2 separate regions of the Mus musculus genome follow, and region 1 is linked to region 2. Evidence: chromatin contacts called from public ChIA-PET data. All regions are on one chromosome and are shown on one strand. Each heading gives the region's core, a stretch centred on a gene start, on an enhancer-like site or on the middle of the called end of the contact. The rest is flanking DNA. Distances are from core to core; before and after follow the strand shown.

Evidence for each region. ChIA-PET counts read pairs in DNA pulled down with a chosen protein or histone mark.
Region 1: a contact with region 2 is called in an SMC1A ChIA-PET map of the G1E-ER4 cell line, with 5 read pairs. The contact joins two enhancer-like sites. A contact is called at or near these places in 1 of 15 datasets of contacts at CTCF or cohesin (the G1E-ER4 cell line) and 1 of 9 other capture datasets (pancreatic islet).

Annotation. Positions count from the first base shown.
Region 1 is chr9:22,807,577-22,813,549 of GRCm38.p6, reverse strand. Bbs9 (Bardet-Biedl syndrome 9 (human)) reads right to left here. Exons shown (of 23, transcript NM_001360259.1): 21 at 1,007-1,229. Among named protein-coding and RNA genes, the nearest start is that of Gm39309, 5.6 kb to the right of the region's middle. Within about 2 kb of position 3,554, at least 4 of the 459 cell types and tissues checked have an H3K27ac peak or open chromatin away from gene starts, as enhancers often do. A contact at or near this core is called in the G1E-ER4 cell line, where this site is marked.
Region 2 is chr9:22,452,286-22,457,734 of GRCm38.p6, reverse strand. It overlaps Rp9 (retinitis pigmentosa 9 (human)), which reads left to right. Exons shown (of 6, transcript NM_018739.2): 3 at 233-362; 4 at 3,865-3,956. Among named protein-coding and RNA genes, the nearest start is that of Rp9, 13 kb to the left of the region's middle. Within about 2 kb of position 4,089, at least 26 of the 459 cell types and tissues checked have an H3K27ac peak or open chromatin away from gene starts, as enhancers often do. A contact at or near this core is called in the G1E-ER4 cell line, where this site is marked.

The DNA of each region.
Region 1 (5,973 bases), core at 2,305-4,804, 360 kb before region 2:
GGTTGAGAACTGCTGTTCTAGAGGAAGACAGCAGGGTTGGAAACCAATGCCCAAGGAGGGCTAAATCAAAAGGAATAGAAGCAAGATCCAAACACTGGTTTGTCTGCCCCTGAGGCCTGGGCTTATCAGCTTGTTATACAGGCTCCATGTTTATCTTCTGAAGATTCCACCCAAATTCCCTCTTCTGGGCATTCTGACTAAAGAGGGAAAGAAGGCAATAGCAAGAAGATCAGCACCGGGGACAGAAGTCATACATGAAAGAAGAAGAGAATCATGTCACCTCTCAAACTGGGCGCTTGAGTAAAACCACAGCTGCAGTGTGTAATAGCGTCTCTGGCATCGTGGTCCACGAGCTGCTATCGAAAGGTCAGGATGGAGAAGCAGGCCTAGGAGCTTCCAAGGGCCTGAGTGCAGTGTGACTGACCACTCAGACCCACACTGTGGGAAGGCAAGCTTAGCTGTCTGGACCTCAGTGAAGGAGCTCATGGGCCAACTGGGGCTCTCCCCTCCTTGACCCACAGGCGCCTTGGTCCTCTCTGCTCGCCTCTGTGATCCTGGGTCTTTCCCTCAGACTCTTGCCCCTCGTTCCAATGATCACAGTGCAGGCAAACAGCAGACGAGATCTAACTCATCTGGATCACATTAATTCCTTGTATCATGTTATTTACATTCATGAAATTCAGCATCTTAAGATCACATTTGGTAAAACTTTTCCTTAAAAACACTTTTATTCTCTAATCCTCTTTTTATTGGTTAGAAGCAAAACAAAATGGATCATATATTTAAGGACAGAGTCAAGAAAAAAAAAAGACATACCATTCTACAAATGTTTAGCAAGCAAATACCCAGAGAATATTTATCCACGTGGTTACCACAGGATATGCGAGGGGAAACGTGAAAGCAATTTTCTTGGCTATCATCATTTTAATATGAAATTTAAACCCAAATACAGCTGTAGGCACATTTCTCTCCTGGGAAGAGCGCTGTCCTTAGGCAGGAATCTTACCTGGCACAACCATGGCCTGCGGGGCCGCTGCATCTGTGCTCACGCAGAGACGCCCACCTTTGGCTAACCTATCACACAGCAGGGTGATGTGCTTCTTCAGCCGGCTGGTATCTTTGGGTATGTTCAGTTGGCTGCTGAGGTTCAAAGCCTGCTCCTTGGAACTCTTCGACAGGCAGGTTTTCAAAAGGTAGGCAATGGCAGCATCCACGGTTTCTTCCCAGCCCTGTGTGCAAAAGCCAATTTGGAATTTGTATACAAATGACAGCAAGCCAAAGGGACTTGTTACTGTTAACGAGGAGGCGTTAGCAAGGTTTTCAGGTAGTGAGCTACTAGTTCTTTTTGACTGCCTCCCCCAAGGACTGAGGCAATTGGATGAGTCCACATGTGGGAAGTGCTTTGTCCTGTGCCAGGAATAGGAAACACAGTGATAAGATCAATCCCCAGTGCAGGCCTGTTTGATGATCTGGTGGCTTAACTACCAGGAGTGTCCCTTCTTCTGCCTTACAGTCTGCAGAAAAGGATCTGGCCCTTACAGAAGCCCTAGATACAGCAGGGGCACCTGGGATGGAGAGAAGATACTGACATTTCAGCTCCTTGAGCCATAGTCTTGACAAAATCTGATAGTGCTGGTCTCCAGAGGGATTTTGGGAGCTCTAAGGATCTATCTAGTTCCACTTCAGTATCATGTGGCAAAAATAATGGTACAAAATTTGTCCCATTTTTCTTCGGAGCAATTGTATGAGCTACAGTAAAGACCCCAGGAAATGTGGTGTCACCTTAAAATGTGGAGGCTGCAATCCTAGGAACATCACTGCTGCACTGGGACCTCAGCGCCAGCAAAGACAGCAGCAGCACACTGTACTAGTGCCAAAGGGACCAAACTGGCAGGCTCAAGAAGTAAAGGCTGTATGGCAGGAAGAGCCCATAAAAGCAACTTAAGGATAACTGAGTAAGGTCTTCCTGACAGAGGGTGTAAGGCGTTAAAGTTAGGAGGGCACTTGCCTCCTGCTTCCTAGGAGTCCTACCTACAAGCCTCTGGTTATCTCTGCTCTATTGGTAGCTGAACTGAGCTCTGGATGCGCAATGACTACACAGCTCAGGGTCCTTCCTCATTCCTTCCAGGCACATAGAGTTGGTTCTTAAACCAAAGTCCAGAGTCTCTCTATACCCACCAGGGAGCTTCCCTCTGACTGCCATAAACAGTAAACCAAGACTTTTGATTCCATTGACCCATTTCTATCTCCCTGTAATAGATGCCACCAGCAAATTAGGAAAAAGAAAACTGAACCTGAGAATCCTTTCAAGAGGAATTCAAGATCTTTAGAGCAGTGTCCTACTCCAAATCACTAGGACACAATCAACCACTAGTTGCTACAAAGACATCTTTCTACGACTAGCAAAATCTACATTCCACTAATATCTAAAATTGCCTTTAGTAACCTTCTCAGAGAGGACATTTTTCTAAGTTGCTTTTGGAGCTTTTGACAAAGTCCTCTGGAGTGTAAGAGTGAGTCCTGCAAGACCCTTTAGCAACTATATGCTCTGTGGCCATTGCAGCATGAAAACAGTTCTTCTGTCATTTAGACTGATCATTTAAGCAACCTGCTGTATTTATAAACAGACTGCATTAGCTTACTAGAAAACAAAAATAGACCATAATTACTCACACAGAAGACTCCTACAGAATGACTTTTCCTGCTGCCAAGGTGCAGAACAAGTAAAAAACCGTGTTATGTGTTGTCAGAACATGGTCCAAGAATGGAGTCTTATGAGGGGAACTCTGGGCGTCTATGAGAAAACTCCAAGAAAACAAGATAAGAGTTGTGTGGCCTCAGTTTCTTCAAAACCACAGAATTGTTCTAGGAATGTGCTCTGGTGGCCCTCCCAGGTGCAGCGTGAGTTTACTTCAGATTGGTCATTACAACTGCCGATTGCGATTCCATAGCCGTGGGCAGCAATGTGGAGCTTGGTTTGTGACTATACACGTTACTCATGTGCCTGTTTTTAACCCTCAGAGCAGTGCTTCTCAGCCTGCGGCTCATGACCCCTTTGGGGCTTGCATATCAGATATCCTGCATATCAGATATTTGCACTACAATTCATAACAGTAGCAAAATTACAATTATAATGCAGCAAAAAAAAAGTTATGGCTGGGGTCACCACAACATAAGGAAGTGTAGTAAAGGGTCCAGGTGTTAGGAAGGGTCTTAACCAATGCCTCTGAGTATAAATTGTCTAGTGCTCTGAATAAAGTTGGCTATTGCACGAATTTAGTCTGCTTCAATTTTACGTTCCATTCTTACAGGTTCTTCTGACAACTAGAGCAGTAAACAATATATTTATTATAGATAGTTCATATAATGAGACATAGTAACAATACTTAGATTGCTAGTAAAATATTTAGAGGGCCTAAACTACTGCATAAATTCAAATACAATCATAAGAGTGTGCTTGTGAGATAAGAGATAGTGAAGAGTTTCTTAGGAGAAACTCAATGTGATAATACATGAGTAAGCAGATAGCATAACTAGCTAATAAAATATAAAGCAAAACATTGTTCAGGAAGTAGACACTCAAGCATGAGGAGCTGGGGGCTGAGCTGTTCTCATACCTCCTTGGTGCCCAGTCCCTTGCCTCCGTTACCAGCACTGAAAGCACACTTGTGCCCACCTGCAGATGCCAGGTTCCCATCCTTTATGCAGACTAATAATCTGCCGTGTATTTCAAGAGTGAAATGCAATATTGATATGAGAAATTACTGCTTAAACTTCTAGAAGAGAAGTAAGCACGTGCCCTTTTGTGAAACCACCTTTGGCTTTAGTTCTCAAGTCTATAGCTTTAACATCACGGCTGGCCCATGTGTTGCCTAAGGGAGCAAAAGCCTGGGTGAGACAGGAAGGGAGGAAGGGATGGGCTTGAGTGTGCATCTTATTTTGCTTTGCCTTCGTTGTAGCCCTTTTCAGTGGTGGAAATCGGCTTGTTCAGATCAGGGTTGAAGGGGCTCATCTCCTCAAGTCTGGATAACTGCACCTTTCCCTTTGGTTTCCTCAAGACCTTGGCTCTTCCCCACAGGGTGAACTTTGTGCCCTAGTTCTCTACCTGAACTGCACTTTGTGACCCTCTTGGGATGTTACCCTGACAAGATGGAACTCTTCTTCTCCCCGGCACCCTGTGAGGAACTGGACCCCAGCCTTGCTGCATGATGAAACGCAAGAGAAAAGAATGTCTCCAAATACCACTGCTTTACGGGATCTTCCCCCGTTTTCCTCTCTCCCCTCTAGTGTGGCGTTCTGAGACCACACAGAAACATCGATGTTTTAGGCTATGGCTTTGTGCTGCCTTCTCTGTCAAGGTTGCCAGTGGCTGCAGGAAGGGCTTCTATTTTGATCATCCTCAACTAGAATTAAAATCCAGAGAAGTATCTAGAACAGCACACCAAGTGACCCTTCTATAGTATAATTTAACTTGCCATTTTTCTCCATAGGAATCAAATGAAAATAAGGCTAGTTACCACAATTCAAATTTCAAAACTGTAATGAATATGAAGTGGTAGAACTTTAAATGGTTTTGTACACTTCAGGGGAAGTCCATATATTAATTTCTATCTGTTTCTCTATGTATGGCACGCATGCATGTTTGTGCATATGTGTTCAGGCGTGAGAGTGTGGGTACACAACTGCAAAGCATGTGCATCAGAGCCAGCGAGTAACTTTGGGCACCAGTCTTCACTTCCTGCTTATGTAAGGCAGGGTCTCCTGTGGTTGGTCACTGGGTACACTGGAGACTCAGAGACTTTCCCAGAATTCTCTGGTCACTATCTGCCACCTTACCATCGCACTGCTTGCATTGCAGAGGCATGCTACCAGGTTGGTCATGTTTATGAGTCCTGAGATTCATTTGTATTTATTCTTAAAAATATGTATGATTAAATGGTACATGATATTAAGTACTGTGAAATTAAAAAAATGAAAGAGACTCAGATATAGCTCCTACCTGTAAGTACCTTGCATTATCAATAACAGAAAAATATGAAACTATAATGATGTAGAAAAAAACATATATTTAGAGAGTGGTAGATTTAAAGATTTCAGCAGGATTTATTTTATCCTCTAGTCCTTGTCCTAGAACCAAAATCCTCAAGTAAGTTATTCAAGATAGGAAGGGCTTTCTTCTGACCACCACATTTGCAACATTGTATATGCGCATGTGTGTAAACACACACATACACACACACACACACACATCACAAATATTATTTATAAAAATTTTTAAGACTCATATGGTGTCTTGTTAGTTACCAAAACTTTTCCTGTATGTACAGAAAAGCAAGGGAAGATTATGAACCTAAAGTTAGTGAAGCAAGCATGAGTCACTCAAAAAGCAATGTTCCTATTTTTGCAAAGCAATGTTTCCTAGAGCATAAGGCTAACCGACCCCCACAGAGAAAGAAAGCCTGTCACTGCCACCCAGGTACATGCATTCCCACTGTATGCGAGCAACACTGAAGTCAGCAAGGCCACCCATGTCTAGAACCAATGAGATCTGCCTCATTCCAGTTCTGCAAAGGAAACACCAGTTTGCCTAAGAGGAACTGCTGGCTTTGGGCAGAGCCTTCTTCACCTTCAGAAACATGTGATCCAACTGAGGGAGGAGCCAAAGCAACACTGTAAAGGAATTTCTGAGGCGTAGAAATTGAGACAGTGGTGCAGCAGTGTTAAGCATGCCCGACCCCCTCCATGACACCTTCCTGCTGCCATAGGAGGAAGTGCCGTGCAGTGGCCTATGGTACTGACTTAAGAGAAACACCTGAGCCAATGCAGGTTGCTTACATATTTCTTCTTACTCGGGAACGCAATATGTTATTTTTAAAAATTATGTCTAAATGAGACTCACAGCACTCTTTGAATGATTACTTAACATTTGAAGTGTTAAAAAGCATGCCATCAGAGCTTAACTGCAAGTCCTCT
Region 2 (5,449 bases), core at 2,840-5,339:
CTGTCTCTCTGTGAAGTTGTCTCACTGACTGATTCTTCGCCTCTGCAGTCCCTGGGGATGCTGTTAGGGTGGCCTTGTCACTGAGTGAGAGGAAGTCAGACAACAGCAACCTCTCAAGCAGGAAGCAAGGACGGAGTCCTGTTTTGGTTTTGGTTTGTTGGGTTTTTTGGTGTCAGTGTGTTTTTTGGTTCTGGTTTTGTCCTGTTGTTTATACACTGTTATCTTCCTGCAGGAGGACGAGACGAAGCCAGAAGACTGTATACCAGATGTGCCCGGCAATGAACATGCCAGGGAGTTTCTGGCTCACGCTCCGACTAAAGGACTGTGGATGCCCCTGGGGAGAGAGGTCAAAGTTATGCAATGTGAGTGTGCAAGGGCTTGAGTGATCTCCAGCATCTGTCGTCTACTAAACAAGGTGCAGGGTGGGTAACTCATGAACGGGTCTATTTGGCCCACAGTCTGGTGGCTGCAGGGTCTGCACAGCAGAGCATGAGCGTTCTGGCCTGTGTTCCCTGCTAGCATCATACATGATGGAGAAGCCAACGGAAGCACAGGTAGGGAGTGATCAAGATGGCTGTACAGCCACTCCAACCTGGCAATCATTCTCTCCCACTCATGAGGATTTAGTCCCCGTGACTGAAACCTGCCTCTAAGCGCTAACACCACATCTAAAGGGTCCTCTATGCTGCACTACTACAGTGTGAGCAAGACTTTCAACACAGGAACCTTTGGGATAAATCAGATCCAATACTACTAGTATTCCTCTGTGCACACAGGTTCTATGCTGTACTTCACAGTACCATACCTGTTCTCCTCACACAGTGTGTGTGTGTGTGTGTGTGTGTGTGTCTCTGTCTGTCTGTCTGTCTGTCTGTCTGTCTGTCTGTCTATATTGCTGTAGGGATCAACTGATCAACTGTAGGACACTGCCCATGCCAGGTGAGTGCTTCACCAGTCCCTACATTTTTTACTTATCATTACTAATTACTGAGTGTATGTCTGTTGTATATGTGGTTTCCATGGCACACATGTGGAGGTCAGAAGAAAACCTGTGGGAGTTGGTATTCTTCCCCTACCATGACCAATGCTGTTATAGGCTGAGCTGTATGGCTGACTGGACTCCAAGGCTTATAGCTTCAAATCCAGTGATCTTTCCTTAGCCATAGGGCTGGGGAGTAAGTACTACAACAGCAAAAAGAGCATCCCAGGAGAGACCCCAAAGGCATAATGGATGCACCAGAGCTCTGCTTATAGGCTGCCAGTGTTGAGTGGTGTTTATCCACTAACCTGACAAAAGTGACCACAGGCCACTGGCTCTGGACAGGCAGAGTTCTCCATGCATATTGTGTCCCACCTGCCTTCAGGGTTGTCACACACATAGTACAGCATTTCACAGGATGCATCTGTCATGTTCCTGTCCCATTTTGTTATATTTTGAAATCAGGCATCTCCACGGCCCAGGCTGGGCTTCTTGAATTTGGTTGTTTGTTCCCTTGGTTTTGTTTTTGTTTTTTGGATTTTTCTTTGTCTTGTTTTGTGTGTGTGTGTATGTATGTGTGTGTGTGTTGTTGTTGTTGTTGTTTGAGACAGGGTTTCTCTGTGTAGCCCTGGTTGTCTTGGAACTCACTCTGTAGATCAGGCTGGCCCTGTGCTCACAGTGAAACACCTTTCTCTGCCTTCCAAGCGCTGGGATTAAAGGTATACGTTACCACTGGGCAGCATGGTTTTTTTAGTTTTTAAGACCAGGTCTGGGATTCCAGTCTCTGCATCTCCATGGCAGCTTAACAACCATCCGCAATTGCAGTGCTAGGAATCCAGTGATCTCTTCTGCCCTCCCTAGGCACCAGGCATGAATGTGGAGTATAGACAGACAGACGTGCAGTCAAAACACCTATACAAACAAAATAATAACTTAAAATATTGAAATATATAGAAAAGAAAAATGTTCCCTTACAACATGCTTTGTGTAGTTGCCGGCGTGGACCAGATCAGGTTATCTTCCCAGCAGCCTCTTGTTTCCTCGCCTCCTTGGTCAACACCAAAATACAGCTGTCACTTGGCTCTCTATCCCCAGGCAGCCCTGACTTGTCTCCATCTGGATGGCATGAAAAGATGTGGGGGTAACTGGGACCCCATCCTTGCTGCGTCACACAGCTCGGGCTGCCACACCACATGACAAGCCCATATTCACTGCTTTGAGTTGTATGCTTGTTTCTGTGACTTGAAACACGTTTATATGTGTTTATTTTATCAGGTCCTCAGGACCTTCTGTACTTCTCATTATAAATCTCTTTAGCCAGGTATAGTGATGCTCACCTTTAATGCCAGCACTTGGTAGGCAGTGGCATGCAGCTCTCTGTGAGCTCTAGAGGTCTAAATAGTTCCAGGACAGGCAGAGCTACAAAAAAGCAAAACAAACAACAATTAAAAACATCTTTAACTGGAGAGATGGCTCAGTGGTTAAGAGCACCAACTGCTCTCCTGAAGGTCCAGAGTTCAACCACATGGTGGCTCATAACCATCTGTAACAAAATCTGACTCCCTCTTCTGGAGTGTCTGAAGACAACTACAGTGTACTTACATATAATAAATAAATAAATCTTTGAAAAAAGTCTTCAAACACAGTTTCTCTATTTATCAGATTATGATGTAGTTCTAATGGCACTAACTAACATTTTAAGAGAATGTTTTCTTTAAACACAGGCTCAAGCTGGAGAAGTGGCTCACAGTGAAGCGTGCACAGTGCTCTTGCAGAGGAGCACAGCTCAGCGGCTCACAACCACCTGGAACTCCAGTTCCAGGGGACCCCACCCCATCATCTGGCCTCTTTGGGCAGTGCACTCACGTGTACAAACACATTCTCAGATACATATACGCATATTTTTTAAAACAAGGTCAGGTTAGTTATGGTGCAAGCCTTTAATCCAAGCACTCCAAGTGAAAGGCGGGCTATCTCTATGAATTTAAGTCTAGCCCTTAAATGGAACAGAAGTATGCCCTTTAAGTCCTAGGGCTTCAGAGGCAAATGTCACTTGAGTCTAGAAATTTGAGCTGTACCTGGGGCAGGTGTGTGTGTGGCGCTTCAAATCTGGTTTACTCAACCCAAGAAGGTGCTGTTGTTGAGCAGCTGGAGGCCTTAACCGCAGCCTCAAGCGAGCACACTGAGCCGCTCTTTCTCTCTAACTGCAACTCCTAGCCCTCAGAATCAGAGCCAGTTCATAAATAAAGACTATTCTACCTTTTAATTATTTTTATGTGTATGTGTGATTGCGTGAGTTCATGTTCACCACATGCATACAGCTGCCCATGGAGGCCAAAAGAGCATTGGATGCCCTGGAACTGGAGTTGCAAGGGATTGTGGGCCACCGTGTCAGTGCTAGGAACCATCATTGACCTTATTTCGTTTTTTGTTTGTTTGTTTGTTTTTTGTTTTGTTTGTTTTTTCGAGACAGGGTTTCTCTGTGTATCCCTGGCTGTCCTGGAACTCACTCTGTAGACCAGGCTGGCCTCGAACTCAGAAATCCGCCTGCCTCTGCCTCTGCCTCTGCCTCCCCAGTGCTGGGATTAAAGGCGTGCGCCACCACTGCGTAAAATGTAGTGAAGTACACAGAGTAAATTCACATTTTATGATACTTTTACAATGCATTGCTTCATAATATTTGGTGATGAACATTTAAACACTCCTAGCCTGACAAGATTCAAAGGTGTGTAAGGAAGCAGTTAGTTGACCCTCATTGCTTTCTGGGACCTTCACGGTTTCATCCATTAATCCTGTAAATCTAAAGAAAAACTTGAATCTACTGAAACATTATCTCAATGAAGAAAGAACATATAATCTTACGGAACTGTTTTCTGTGGTTTTAGGTTGGCGTTGCAAACGGTATGGCCATCGAACAGGCGACAAAGAATGCCCTTTCTTTATCAAAGGCAACCAGAAGTTAGAACAGTTCCGAGTCGTAAGTAAAACCCCACTCCGTCACTGTTTACAGTTGGCACAGATGGCAAATGTTAGCTGGGGAGTCTGTAGTGAGCTGCTCAGTAACTGCTTTCCCCAGAAGCCTCCCAGCCAAGCTCTCAGATGTCAGTACACCTGTATGCATTGTGTGACAGATAACAAGCAGCTAATGGGGGTAGAGGTGTGGCTCCTTTGATAGAGTGCTTGTCTAGCATGCACACAGCCCTTGGTTCCAGCCCAGCACCGCATTAAGTAAGCCTGATGGTGCGTGCTCTTGTCTCACACTGAGAAAAGAGCTTTCAGAGGCTGGAGTTGACTGTGTGCCCGGTGCTTGCCCAGCACATACAGACCCTGCATAGGCTCAGGCCCCAGCACTGCAGAAGGAAAAGCAAAGGCAGATACCCTCAGCCTTAGGAACAAGGTTCATTTTCTTTTTCCCAAAGCCAGCACCGTGGGCTCAGCCCCTTCTTTGTAATTTGCTATATATAACTTCACTTTTTATTACTAAGGTGAAGGATTTGTCCCAGGGCCATGTAAATGTAGATGTGTCTTTTGAGCTGGAAGTGTGTATTTGCTAAGATGACACAGGACAGCTCTACTGTCTCCTCATGTCACCTCTCAGAGGTGTGCATTCACATCCAGTGACTAATTCTGCTAAGTAAGGCAGGATCTTATGAGGTTATTGGTGTTTCTAAAATGGGGCCAACCAGACCAGTGTGGTGACTCGTGTCTGCAGTCCAGTACGCAGAAGTGTCAGGAAGACCCTGAATGAGGCAAGCAGGGAGCCCATAGCAACAGCCTATCTCACGAAAACAACCTCAGAACGTCTTCAGGGACGAGGCAGAGGACTGGGTGGATAGTAGCCGTTGCCAGGCAAGCACAGCACTGGAGTGTGAATGAATCCCTGTCATGCATATAAATACTAGGTGGGCATGGCAGCCTGCTAGTGCGCAGAGGGCAGGAGCGGTTCGCTGTGGAAGCTGGCTGGCTGGAATGGCTACCTTGGGGGCTCTGGCTTCAGCTGAGATGCCTTGCCTCAAGGAATAGGATGGAGAGCTCTGGAAAAGGAGTCCTCACGTCAGCCTTGTGAAACCTGAGCACAGCCTGTGATGGCACCACACACCTTTAGTCCTGTCACTCATTTCTGAGCGTGAGGCCAGCTTGAGGTCCATAGCACGTTCCAGACCAGCCAGGGCTACACAGTGACACTCTGTTGCACATATCTTATGGCTCAAACTCTATTACAAGTACACCAAAAGTTAACAGTAATTATGTCTGGTTAGCAAGCAGATTTTTTATGTTTATTTTTACATATTTATTTCCAGCACTGTGGTAGAGCCAACGGCGTAATTGTCGCTGTGTTGATCCCTGAGGAAACAGCTCCTAAGAAGAGACTTACCCTGCCTCAGTCTCAGTCCAAAGCTGACTCCAGTCCTTTTTCAGACAGGATTTCCCTGTATATCCCAGGCTGACCCCAGACTCAGGATCCTTCTT